Regions from separate parts of the Sus scrofa genome. Here region 1 is linked to region 2. Evidence: chromatin contacts called from public HiChIP or PLAC-seq data. All regions are on one chromosome and are shown on one strand. The core of a region is the stretch at or near the end of the contact, and the rest is flanking DNA. Distances in the headings are between cores, read along the strand shown.

Region 1 (6,346 bases), core at 3,562-6,061, 200 kb before region 2:
TTAGACCCCTAGCCTGGGAACCTCCGTATGCCGCGGGAGCAGCTCTAGAAAAGGCAAAAAAAAAAAAAAAAAAAAAAAGAAATAATCATTCTTTTTGTAGTTTTAAAAATCATAGTTATCACTTTAAAAAAATCCAGGTGACTCTTTTATCACATGCAGTTATAATCTGATTATTAGGATAAACTATGTGATTTTTTAGTTCACTAAGTATTTTTTTTTTTTTTTTAAATTTTTGTTGTTGTTGTTGTTGCTATTTCTTGGGCTGCTCCCGCGGCATATGGAGGTTCCCAGGCTAGGGGTTGAATCGGAGCTGTAGCCACTGGCCTACGCCAGAGCCATAGCAACGTGGGATCCGAGCCGAGTCTGCAACCTACACCACAGCTCACGGCAACGCCAGATCCTTAACCCACTGAGCAAGGGCAGGGACCGAACCCGCAACCTCATGGTTCCTAGTCGGATTCGTTAACCACTGCGCCACGATGGGAACTCCACTAAGTATTTTATTAAGACATATTTTATCAAGTATATGCTTAAAGCAACTCTTTTAAGAGTACACCATCTTAGGTGAAGAATGCTCCAGTCTTCCTCTTTGGGAGGGAAGGCAAGAAGTACTCCAGCTCCTCCAGTGTATCATGCCCATACTTATTGTCATACTTAATCCCACAGCAGTCCTGTAAATAAACACTCTCCATGTGACGGATGAAAACACTGAAGTTCGGCCTGAGTAATTGTCCAGGGTCAGCCAGCCAGCAAGGATCCTAAAAAACACCCACTGATTACCCAAGAAATGCCCTCTAGAAAACCACCTCAGGACACTATTCCTAACAAAATGGGCCCCCTGCTTCTTTTCCTTATCTCAAGTGAGCTTCTCAGGTTTGCATGCTCCTTAAACTACCAAGATTAAATCAGAGACTCCTGGCTGAAATTCGATATTGTATTTCTCCGTGGATGAAATGAAAGGGCAGACTAGTTAAGATTTCTTTGCTTATACCAATATTTTAGGAAAGGCAAATTTGGGGGGTAAATTTTAGAGGTTGCAGCATTCCAGGACTGTTTCACAGGAAAAGTATGAAGATGCTTATGTCTTAATTTCTTTTATTTTTTTAATATAAAAAGCAGGCATAAGATACAATTACATTACTACAAAGATGCAACAAAATTTAAAAAAAATCAGGGGTGTACGATTTTTGTTCAAGGGGACAGCTGATCAAATATTTATGATTATCTAAACCATGCAGTTCATAACTTATTACAGTTCCAAACACAACTCTTTATTATGGGGAAGGGAATCAAGGAGAGGCCCCCCCAAGCATAATATTCAGCACTGTCACACAGTGCTTATCTTCAAAGTGCTTCACAAACCAACTACGGTCTCTTCACGATACAGGGACACTGAAGTCTCCTTCCAGGACAGGAGAGGCGAGTCAGGAGCAGTGTCGACACAGACCAAGAAACTCAGAAGGGACTTGCTCTCATCAGGCCTTTTAAACATGATATTTAAAGTGTGTTTCAGAAGGTAACATAGTGTCTACGTTTCTCTGTTTTAACCACCCGAATCCTTTAAGAATAGATTAACAGCAGCAGCATTACTTCTTAAATTGTGGTTTGGCAACCTAAAGAATTTCTTCTTGAGGATCTACAGATAAACTGGTACAAAGGAGATCCTTCAGAGCCAGAACAGTGTCACTTTAGCATAGATTAGTTTTAAAAGCACTAACCTTTATTTTAGATTTATTGGTATACTTATGCTTTAGTTCCAGAGCATTTTAAACTTTCAGATAAGCTTTTTTTTTTTTTTAAATCTTGCTTCTAGATAGCAGTTTTTAAACATTCTTTTCAAAAATGCACTATGCAGTAATTCTCAAAGTCATCCTGGCACCAGTTTTCCTTCTACTCTGTCTCACTATTCCCACAAAAGTAAAAAAAATCAGACTTAGAAAATCCCCGTCTTCACTACTTCTTCGTTCTCAAAAGGAGGTATTTATGGCTCTAGGAGAAATCAGGTGTGAGGAAATAAGCAACTCTCGGTCTTCGATTTATCTTGCAAGCCTTGGAGCCTTAAGAGAAGCTGGCACAAAATCAGGTTGTTACACCAAGTCAAGGTCCTATTTAGTGGATGCTGGGAAGAGAGCATTTGGATGGGTGCATGCACTTATGTATGTACATGAAGCCAGCAACAGGGTACAAGGCGGCCTGTTACCCGAGGTCAGGATTTTTTATTAATAAGCACAGTTCCATTAGTCGGACAAACAACTTTATAAATTCTTATGTCGAACCATATAAAGTGAAGCGTCTTCATGGAGAGATTTTTTTTCCGCCCCTTAGGATAGCTTTACCCCCCCGCTTGAAACTTCACATTAATTTTTTGTGTATAGTTGCATCACACCTTGATTCTCCATATATTCTAATATATACAGCATTCAAAATTTAAACTTTTGCCATTTTTACTCAAATATTTCAATTATCATGTGTAAACTTCAAATTATTTCACCTTAATAAAGTTTATTAAAAATATATATATATATACTCTCCAATTCAGAATAATATGATAGAACCTCCCATAGTGTAACAAAATCTTTATATAAAATATTAATTCAGTCTCCTTTTAACAAGTCTAATGAATGGAAATATTTATTCTATATAAATTTTATATATTTTTTATTTTTTAATCTTACTTAAAAAAAAAAAAAAAAAAAAAAAAAAAGCTGTGCCCCTAAACCAGAACATAGCTGCAAGGGAATAGCATGCATATCTAGTTTTAGCACAGACAGCATGAAAGAGTGCAGACTGGATAATGTAATAACGAGATTCAGTTTCAGTACATCAGGAGCCGAAGGCCACGCTTCAATTTTCACAATAATATCTATAATTAAGGATCTAACACTTTAAACACCTCTACACTGACCCCAGGAGGAATCAATGAAAAATGTCTACCTCCTTCATTGAAATGTTAGATGACATATTTCAGTATCATGTCAAATTCTGTCTATCTGTATATATATATAAAGAGAGACTGATAAAAGACTACGTAATTTCTTTTTACTTGGTTCTCACTGATGCATACTGTAGTAGTATAAAACATACACTTTTCTGGGATAACGAGAAATATAGCAGGAATAGTCCTCCATAAATTGTAACTTTAACAGCATTTAAAAAAATAAAAATCAAGTTAAGTGCCTTTGAGGCCACTTTTTCCCAGTCATCAGTTTTCTTAACCCAATACTGCAATATTGCCATACAGCTGTCTGTTTAAGGGATCACATTTAAATATTTAAAATATATGTACAGTATGTCTTAAGTTTTCTTTGTACTTGAGATAATTTTTGAATCTTGAGTGTGAAAATGTAAAAAATAGTCACAAATGTCTTTACCAGAAATAAAAACACATCTAGGGTAGCCAGCAAATTAAAACCAAAGAAACCGCTTCATAGTCACAAACTAATACTGAGGTCTGTAAAAGGGTCGGATGAGTAATAGATTATACATAACAGATATATTAGTTCCAACACTATCCATTATTGTTTTTATCACCGATACTTAAAAAAAATCTGTTATACAATCAAAATAGGCTGACATTGATAACTATTATGTGTAAAAATAGTGCACTATTTTTCTCCTGCAAAGCAAATCTGCATCCTAACAGCTGGTAAACACTTGTTCTTTTTTTGTTTTTTGTTTGTTTTTTTTTTAAATACAGAAAAGAGTTGGAATTTTGAACAAAAAATTAAATTAAGGCATTCAAAATGGGTAACGTTGCCTATTATGAAGCTTTAGGAAACTGACAGAATTAACTTTAAACTGTGTGTTACAGTAATTGCTTAAACATAAACATGCAGCTTCCATCAGGTACACGCAAATGAGTGATATGAGCTCCAACATTATGGCTTTATACAAGTGCATAGTTGCAACTGCAGTAAGTAATGATATTGGATTAATGTTTATAAAAAAATAAAGTGGGAAGTTAAAAAAAACCCTCTTGCAGTATTACAGTACTATATATATGTGTGTGTGTGCATGAATGCATGCGGATACACACACACACACACACACAATGGTCACTTCTTAAAGATGCAGTCTGTATCACTGTAGTGGAACCCACTCCCAGATTCTTCTGGCAAATGTGCTGGTGAAATCTCTCTGTTGAAGCTGAAAAGATGACTTCTTTAAACTTTAACTCTTCTCAATCCTTTTATGCAATGTAGTGTATGAGTGACTGCCAAGAGAGCTGGATGGAACGAACTTGGAAGAGTTGCACATGATGTTCTTATCTGATTAACCAATCACTGCTGGCTCAACTTGTTGCTCCAAAAGAGCCCAGAAAATCTATCCAAGATTTATAATTTATATTGCAGGAATAAAGGAAACATATATATGTATGTGTTTATCAGTCTCTCAAGAAAATATAGCTTTTTAATAAATTTGGGCCATCATATTTCAGTCTTGTTTCAGCTGGAAGAATATGATCACCTTGACTAATGACTGCATTCACAGAAGGCAGTTAGCTGTAAAGAAAAGGAAAACAGAGGTAGCTGATACAGTGAAATAATTTAGAAGACTTTATCCGTTCTTTGAAAAGACATTTAATTACAACGAACTGTATAGTCTTCCGACTACTATATACTTTTAACACCTAAATCATGCATAAAACACATTTACTGTGTTACTTTTTCTTATTTTTAGGTACATGCAATTATACTCTTTCTCATATTGGCCACAAATATGACACACAAGTTTTAATATGGTTAGCTGGCTACTCAGGTTAGACAGTACGTCCCTGGATAACTCATACGAATGTAAGTTTGCGCTGGGGTTTAACTGCTAGCTTCCTCATGTAGCTGAAGGAAGAACGGACCTAGGGGCCAGGTTCTCCTTGACTCTTTGACCCTATGCCACATTTTAAAAAATCTATGAAATGGAAACAAACATACTGTTATAGTAAATATATATAAAAATCGTCCATAAATCCTGGTTATAAACAGACCCCAATATTAAGTGATCTAAGTACATATTTTACAGCATGGTACTTAGGTTAAGATAGACATTACTTCTTCGACATTCCTTCCATGTAAAAGGTTTATTTATAACTCATGGGGTTCAAGTTTCATTCAAATCTCCTTTAGCCACTGCTTAACCAAGCTACATCTTCTAAAAAGCACGAGAGCTTTCACAGCATACCATTAGCATTCTTCAGCAAGACTACATTTTCAAAAAATAAACATTTCACATCACAAAAAAGCCAGATCAGAAAGAGCTACTTCACAGCACTTATGAGACTTACAAAGTTTTTATGGTTTCAATCCTTGCAAGTTAGAAAGAAGGAAAGGAGAGGGAAGGAGAGAGGGATGGAGGGAGAAAGGCATCCCATGCTATGTTCACAAACTAATACAGTTGTAGGAACTTGAAAACACTGTAAATTTTACTTCTCTGAATATGACTTCTTTGGAATGAACAGAAAGTACCAGAATTAGCTCCTTTTGTGATTTCTACATGTTTCATTCCTAAGTTAAAAAATTATTTCAACTGTAATGAAAATATATAGCCAATAAAGAATCTGAACATAGCATTTCACTTTTACACTTCATGTGGAAATTTCAGTTAGAAACTTTTCTGAAAACTACTTTTCAAATATATACTATCAAAAACAACTTCATAAAATTTCAAGCCGGTCAAAAATAGTGACACCCAAAGTGCAAACCACATGCACTACTTGGAAATACTAAAACAACTCATTTTTCTTTTTGTGATTTACCCCATTTACTTCTTCAGAAATCAAAAACATCGCCATCATCATCACCACCATCAATATCATCAAACGACCAATCCCAGTCTTTAAATGCCAAATCAAGCAATCTGCAATAGGAGGTTTGCAAATTTATACTCCAACACTCTTTAGCAACGGGACTTCAAAATGCAATGATGGAGAAATCACACTTTGTGCAGTAAGCATCTTAACCTTCCCTTCATCAGTAACAACATGATTAAAATTCGGATGGAAGCACACAAGGAAATCTTTTTCTTTATCTGCAAACACACCTAATCTTGTTGTTCAGGTAGGACGCTTTCCAGACTACCAGAGAACTTAGGACAGAGATAATATGCTGGTGAGACACAATCTCCTTCCCCCTGGACCCCTATGAAGACATAACCACGTGATGCCCAGTTTGATTTAAGAACTATGAGAGCTCAACGTGATGCCCAGTTTGATTTAAGAACTATGAGAGCTCAACCTGTGTCAATTTGCCCTTCACAAAAGGGCCCAGACTGTCAGCTCACATCTTCCCAGAATTGTACCATAAGCCTGAATATGAGAGGCGAGTAATAGTAACAACATAGCTTTCTCAATCCC
Region 2 (7,324 bases), core at 1,740-4,239:
AGCGCACTGTTGATTAACAGCTTTGCAGAGACAAAAGAACCGCTGCTTATGCTGATGTCCGCAATTTAAGAAAAATCAATTGGACAGTAGCCTGTTTTATCCATACAGCTGATTGCCTGTAACTTTTTCTTTTTTTCTTTTTCTTTTTATTTTTTTGTCTTTCTGTCTTTTTAGGGCCTCTTTTTCAATATACTGTTAAATTTTTTTTTTTTTTTTGTCTTTCTATGGCCATACCTGTGGCCTATGGAGGCTCCCAGGCTAGGGGTCGAACTGGAGCCGTAGCCGCTGGCCTACACCACAGCCACAGCAACACTGGATCCTTAACCCACTGAGAGAGGCCAGGGCTCAAACCTGCATCCTCACGGATACTGGTCAGATTCATTTCTGCTGAGCCATGACGGGAACGCCTACAGTTAAAATTTTTATTTCAGCACATCCTGACTGTGAAAATTCTCCTAAATTCCTTTCTGCCGTTGGCACCCAGAGGACATGTGCTCATCACACTTGAACTTGTATCCTTGGCCTCTTGAGCGCCTTCAGAACCGACCAGCATATTGGGATTTGCTATGCCGGCGTTTCCTCTTTGGTTAAACCCCTGGTTTCAGTGTGTTCTTTTTTTCCCCTTCATTGAATTACTCATTACCAGATTCAGCGCATTTTCTTGGCAATCAGCCAGGAGCTTTTGATTCGTGGTTGTCTTGGAACCTGAGGGAAAAATGACTTTTTCGTTGACATTAACCTTGCCTCACTTAGAAGAATCTAAGATATGTTCTGAGCGATTTGGTGGTTTCAGTTGCATTTGATGTATTGGTACAGGAGAGGCAGAGGCTGGCATATAAATAACTTTTCATCTCAGTGCCGCAGTGCAGTGTAACATTATGAAGACAAATTTAGATGAGAGTTAGAGATCCCCACTTAAGACCCAGCAATGCGGATGACACCAGTGAAAAGAGCTTAACTGAGGAAAAGAGGGAGTCGGGGCACAGATTTGGTGAAGAACTATTGTGGACGTGGGCAGGCAGTGACCGTCAGACCGCTAGGCACCACCTGGACTTGATACGCTCCAAGGATTATGCTCGAATTTTTTTTTTTTTTTTTTTGCTTTTTAGGGTCACACCTGCAGCATATGGAGGTTCCCAGGCTAGGGGTCCAATTGGAGCTACAGCTGACGGCCTACACCGCAGCCACAGCAATGCGGGATCTGAGCTGCATCTGTGACCTACCCCTCAGCTCACGGCAATGCCGGATCCTTAACTCACTGAGTAAGGCCAGGGATCAAAGCTGCGTCCCCTCGTGGATCCTAGTCGGGTTCATTTACTGCTTAGCCATGAAGGGAACCTCTGCTCTGATTTTCAATCTTGGCTGTAGGCCACATCTTTCGGAACTGTCAATCAGATGAGACAATATGGAACGTGAAGCGGGGCATCCAGGGAAGGAGTCTGGATTCTCCGTAGCTGGGGCGGGTGGGACACAGTCATAATTTCCAAATGTCCTTAGTTTGTAGCCCCAGCTTGCCAGGATCTGAGGACATAGCAGCCACAGTGACATATATGGATAGGGAAGTGAGGGATACACAATCTTTAAAAATTCATTTTCTGGAGTTCCTGTTGTGGCTCAGCAGTCAACGAACCTGACTAGGAACATGAGGTTGCGGGTTCGATCCCTGGCCTTGCTCAGTGGGTTAAGGATCCAGCATTGCCGTGAGCTGTGGTGCAGGCCGGCGGCTACGGCTCCAATTGATCCCCTAGCATGGGAACCTCCATATGCCGCAGGAGTGGCCCAAGAAATGCCAAAATGACCAAAAAAAAAAAAAAAAAAGTTCATTTTCTGGAGTTGTCGTTGTGGCTCAGAGGAAACACACATGACTAGGAACCATGAGGATACGGGTTCGATCCCTGGCCTCACTCAGTGGGTTAAGGATCTGGCGTTGCCGTGAGCTGTGGTGTAGGTCACAGATGTGGCTCGGATCTGGCATTGCCAAGGCTGTGACGGAGGCCAGCAGCTGCAGCTCCGATTGGACCCTTAGCCTGGGAACTTCCATGTGCCTCGAGCGTGGGCCTAAAAAGAAAAAAAAATCATTTTTAATGGACTGTTTTTTATTTGAAGACCTTGAAAAAGAAGCTCAGGAACCCATAAAGTTTGCTAAGGAAATCACGAAGCCAGCGTGAGGTTTCAATGACTGGCCTTTGGGGAGTTCTCTTGGGGTGCAGCCAGTTAAGGATCTGGCATTGACGCTGCAGCAGCTCGGGCTGCTGCTGGGGTGCGGGCTCCATCCCAGCCTGGGACTTCCGGGTGAGGTCAAAGCCGAAACACAACAAAGACTTGCCTGTAGAGGATGGCACGAGCCATCACTCTGGGCAAAGATCCCCTCCAGCCCTCGCAAAACGAGGAGGAGAACTAACACATTTCCCAGACCGAGAGGAACCACACCCCCTTGTCTTTCCAGCTCTAAGGGTCCTTGTTGCAGGGGCGGGGCCGGGCAGGATCGGGGGGCTGGAGGATGGAGGGGATGGGGAAGAGGACGTGTTTCCATTTTCGAGGGTTGCCCTGATGGACTGTAGTCTGAGAACGAGCAGAGGCTTTAGAATCTACCGAAAGGACAAGCTTAGGAGTTCCCATTGTGGCTCAGTGGAAATGAATCTGACTAGCATCCATGAGGACGCAGGTTCGATCCCTGGCCTTGCTCAGTGAGTTAAGGATCCAGCATTGCTATGAGCTGTGGTGTAGGTCGCAGACGCGGCTCGGATCCTGCGCTGCTGTGGCTCTGGTGTAGGCTGGTGGCTACAGCTCTGAATAGACCCCTGGCCTGGGAACCTCCATATGCCTTGGGGGCGGCCCTAAAAAGACCAAAAAAAAAAAGGGAAAGGACAAGCTTAAGGAAAGTGAGGTGGCCATTTGTGAAATTAGAAGGACGATTTGAGAGTTCATTCTGACCTGGTGATGCCGTCATAAATCAACTATTAATAGAAGAATTTCCACTTTGGTTGGTAGTTTCAGATCCCTGACAGGAAGGTCACATTGTTTTGCTGTCCAGCTGCATGAGGCCAGGTTCTGGGCTTCTCTCACTAAACTTACAGCGGATTCTGAATGAGGAGAAGAGCTGGCTTTTTGTGCTTTTCCAGGCAAAATTTCAAGTGTGTTTCTTGGATAGTCTTAATCATTACACGGAGACGTCACCTTGGTCACGTCTGTGGACAAGGTGGGACAGGACATCCCAGGCCATGCGTGAAGAGGAAGTCCCCGACCCCATCAAAGCCTGCCTTCTAGGGGCTGCGTGAACCAAGCTGGAGCCCTGGACATTTTGAGTCTAAAGAATCTTTCAATTTCTCAGACTCTGGCGGGAGGAAGAGAGCATTTTGAATATTTATGAAATTCAATGACCTCTTGAATCAGTCCCCTCGAAGGAAGGGTTAAACTTCTGAACCCTGGTTCTCCAGGGCTTTCCAGAATGGACATGTGCCATCAGCTCCCCCTGCAGGTCTGAGTCTTTCCAGCCAGGGAATTCCTGGATGTCCACCGTGAAAATGGGCTCTGGAGAAAGTAGTCCAGTCTTGCAGATGGAACACTTCAGCTGCTTGGATGTGACACCCGTCTTTCTGCTGGGACCGGCACATCCTAGCTGAGCACTGCAGTCTGAGACTCTGAGAACGGAAATATACTGCAGGAGACAAAGCTGGACCAGAATTCCTGGCCCAGGTAGTGAGTTTCTGGCACAAAATGCATTTTTTTTTTTTTTTGGTCTTTTTAGGGCTGCACCCTCGGCATAACGAGGTTCCCAGGGTAGGGGTTGAATCGGAGCTGTAGCTGCCGGCCTACACCACAGCCAGAGCGACACCAGATCCTTAACCCACTGGCGAGGCCAGGGATCGAACCTGCATCCTCATGGGTACTAGTCAGATTCATTTCCACTGAGCCACAGTGGGAACTCCACAAAATGCATTTTTTAATATTCTCTTATCTCTTTCCTTTGTAAACACTGTGATTCTTGGTAGATTCTTCACAATTAAAATTGCCCCTGTGAGAGCCTTTGCTAAGAAATGACGCGGGTGCCCACGGTGTGTTAAGGCCACAAGCTGTTCCCCAAGAAGCTTTGGATTCTCCCAAATTTTAGATGCTAGTTGATCCATTCATTCTTTCAATAACTCTTGTTGGAGGAGGCCTCCTCGGACATGACTGATAAGTGAGAGACCTTGTCCAGGCACCCGGGATAAAGTGAGGACCGAGAGAGGCGGAGGTCTGCATGGTGCAGAAGTACCAGTGTGGGAGTTCCCGTCGTGGCCCAGTGGTTAACGAATCCGACTAGGAACCATGAGGTTGCGGGTTCGGTCCCTGGCCGTGCTCAGTGGGTTAAGGATCCGGCGTTGCCGAGAGCTGTGGTGTAGGTTGCAGACACGGCTCGGATCCCGCGTTGCTGTGGCTCTGGCATAGGCCGGTGGCTACAGCTCTGATTGGACCCCTAGCCTGGGAACCTCCGTATGCCACGGGAGCGGCCCTAGAAAAGGCAAAAAGACCAAAAAAAAAAAAAAAAAAAAAAAAAAAGCAGGATAAAGGGCTATAGGGACCAGCTGGGTTTACTCTTCTCTAGAAAGTGGTCAAAGTCAGGTCAGTCAGAACCTGGTTCAGGTGAGACAGCAAATCTGTGGGAACATGCGAGTGAAGAGCATTTTAGCGGCATAAACAACAAATGCAAATGTCCTGGGGCAGGAATGGGCCAAGAACAGCAGGAGGGCCCATGTGCTTCAAATAAGGGGACCATTATAGGGCAGTGATAGTCATAGGTGCCCAAGAAATAAGGAAGGGGCAGGATTTGTTAGGTAGGATCTTATAAAATACAGCAAGGAGTTGGGAGGTATTGTGAGATGAGAAGCCACTGGAGCCTGTGGGGTAATGGAGCAATGTGATCTGATTTATGGTTTTTTTTTCCTAGGGATGCACCTGTGGCATATGGAGGTTCCCAGTGACGCCAGACCCTTAATCCACTGAGCAAGGCCACGGATGGAACCCACATCCTCATGGATACTAGTCGGGTTCTTAACCCAATGAGCCACAATGGAAACTCCCTGATTTATGCTTTTAAGACTTCACTCTGATTACTGCGTGGAGGAGACTCAAGGAGGACACACGTGGAGCCAGAGAGCCGGGTAAGGTGGTCACGGTGGAAGCTCAGGGGAGAGGAGATGAGAGCTTGCTGGTGGTTGTGGCGGCGGTGGGATGGATACATTCTGGAGGTACCCGGAGGGCAGAGCCTTAGCACTGCCAGTGACTGGGTGTGGGGAGCAAGAAAGGTTTTGCCTGGGCAGCTGGCGATGAGCTGAGCTCGGTAGACCGGGGAATGGTGGGTGGTTGGCGGGGAGGTGGGATTGGGAGCTCTGCATGGACAAGTTCAGTTGAGAAAACTCATTAGTCATCCATCCGGAGATGTCAAGCTGGCAGCTGGATATGCGAGTCTGAAACACATGCTCGACGCAGGAATCACGGGGGGAAACTATTTCTGGAAAGAGGAGCTCCATTCTGCAAGATGTCGTGACACTGGGTTGGGAGCCTTCCCCTGCTCCGGGTCTCAGTTTTCTCATTTGTGGAATGGGGGGACAGTGGGCTGGCCTCTAAGGGGCCGTTCCGACAGACATGTGTGAAATAGAGCCTTAACTTTACATTCAGAGGGTACCAGGCGTGGGCTGAGTTGCTGCTGTTGGGACCTAAAAATCAAAAAGAGGTATAAGACCCAAAGGAGACCGGCAGCCTGTCTTACGAATCGGAATTGGAAATGCATCTTTGCAAAGCAGCCATAGTTGAAGTTCCCTGGTGGCTGAGCGGGTTAAGGATCTGGCATGGTCACTGCTATGGCTTGGGTCACTGCTCTGTGGCGCAGGTTCAATCCCTGGTCCAGGAACTTCTGCATGCAACAGGCATGGCCAAAAAGAAAGCAACCAAGCTGCTGTTTGTTTCAAAAGTAGGGGGAGGCTACACCTCAGCAGCAGAGGGTGAACTTGCTGAAAGCAAAGCCGAGGAACACTCAGTGTAAACGGGACCCTGGGGGAAGGGCAGCGAAGTGGCTTGACCACCGTGACTGGTACGTCTGGACACCTGGGGCTGCTAGGAGCGCTGCAATTCAAGAAAGAAAAAGTGCAGAGGACTTTTGGTTTTGTCTTTTGCATTGCTTTCCCCCATACTGTCCTAAATTGCCTGGATAAAATTTCAGTTTATTCTCCGGTCTCATTTTTCTGAAGGATTCCTTAGTGGAAACAAACCTTGGGGGCTTGGATTTTGTCTTCCAGCTTTACAAACTGTTGTCATATCTCTCGTCCCCTCGCTTGAGCAGCAACACAGCCTCGTGGGATAATCATTAGATTATGATCTAATCTCGCTTTAGAGATGACAGCTGAAGGTCAGAGAGGTTAAGTCGGGTTTCAAGACCACAGAGCCAATATAGGGATGAGCTTATGTCTGAACTCGGGCTCTATGGATCCCTAATTTGTTCCTCTCCCCATTATTCCATCTGACTTTCCAAACCGAGAGGCTCGATAAAGATTCCGTGACCAAATTCCTGATACTGCTACGACATGATTATTTAGCGCTTTCCTTTTTAGATTGGAATGCAATTTAAAATGACCTTGGTTTAGTGTTTCATGTTGCTTTATTAAGTTCTCCTTGCATTGCTAACGTCACGGGGCCCATGCCACGTTTCTGCAATCGTTTTCTTTGAAGCATTTCGAGCAGGGCTGGGGGGTTAGAGGCAGTGGGTCTTCTCCTCTGTGGTGGTGTGCAGAAGGGAAAAAGAGCAAAAGGCCAGGAAGAACACAGCAACAGTGTGATCAGAGCGAAGATTCAAATCTAAGTTTATGCATTTCAGTGCATAGGAGTTGTAGCACGAGGTGGTCAGGTGATTCTAATCCAGAAAAGCTTTATTCATTTAAAAAAAATGTTTGTGGCCTTGCCCGCAGCATGCGGAAGTTCCAGGGCCAGGGATCGAACCCGCACCACAGCATCGACAATGCCAGATCCTTAATCTGCGGAGCCACCAGGGAGCTCCCAGAAGAGCTTTACAGTGTGTGGCAGTTATGGTTGCTGTATGACAAATTACTCCTCAAATAAGATTGAAAAAGCCTTTTCCTACTCTCAGGGATTCTGTGGGCGGGTGTTTCGACAAGGCGGTGGGATGGCCCTGGAGCCTCACGATGCCGGGGGGAGGTGTAACGGCTGGAGGGGACTCAGCAATTGCAGGCAGGACGCTGACACGTCAGGTGGGTGATCTGGCTGTTGGGTGGGACCTCAGCTGGGACTGTTGACTGGAGAACCCACAGGTGGCCTTTCAGGTGGCCTGGGC

Evidence for each region. HiChIP or PLAC-seq counts read pairs in DNA pulled down with a chosen protein or histone mark.
Region 1: a contact with region 2 is called in an H3K27ac HiChIP or PLAC-seq map of skeletal muscle. The contact joins two enhancer-like sites. A contact is called at or near these places in 1 of 47 Hi-C or Micro-C datasets (embryonic fibroblasts) and 1 of 2 datasets of contacts at active chromatin or transcription factors (skeletal muscle).

The regions. Positions count from the first base shown.
Region 1 is chr3:125,488,101-125,494,446 of Sscrofa11.1, reverse strand. It overlaps ROCK2 (rho-associated protein kinase 2), which reads right to left. Exons shown (of 34, transcript XM_021087835.1): 33 at 5,750-5,850; 34 at 1,079-4,502. The coding sequence ends at 5,763. Among named protein-coding and RNA genes, the nearest start is that of PQLC3, 16 kb to the left of the region's middle. Within about 2 kb of position 4,811, at least 1 of the 83 cell types and tissues checked has an H3K27ac peak or open chromatin away from gene starts, as enhancers often do. A contact at or near this core is called in skeletal muscle, where this site is marked.
Region 2 is chr3:125,288,631-125,295,954 of Sscrofa11.1, reverse strand. No RefSeq gene overlaps it. Among named protein-coding and RNA genes, the nearest start is that of E2F6, 44 kb to the right of the region's middle. Within about 2 kb of position 2,989, at least 1 of the 83 cell types and tissues checked has an H3K27ac peak or open chromatin away from gene starts, as enhancers often do. A contact at or near this core is called in skeletal muscle, where this site is marked.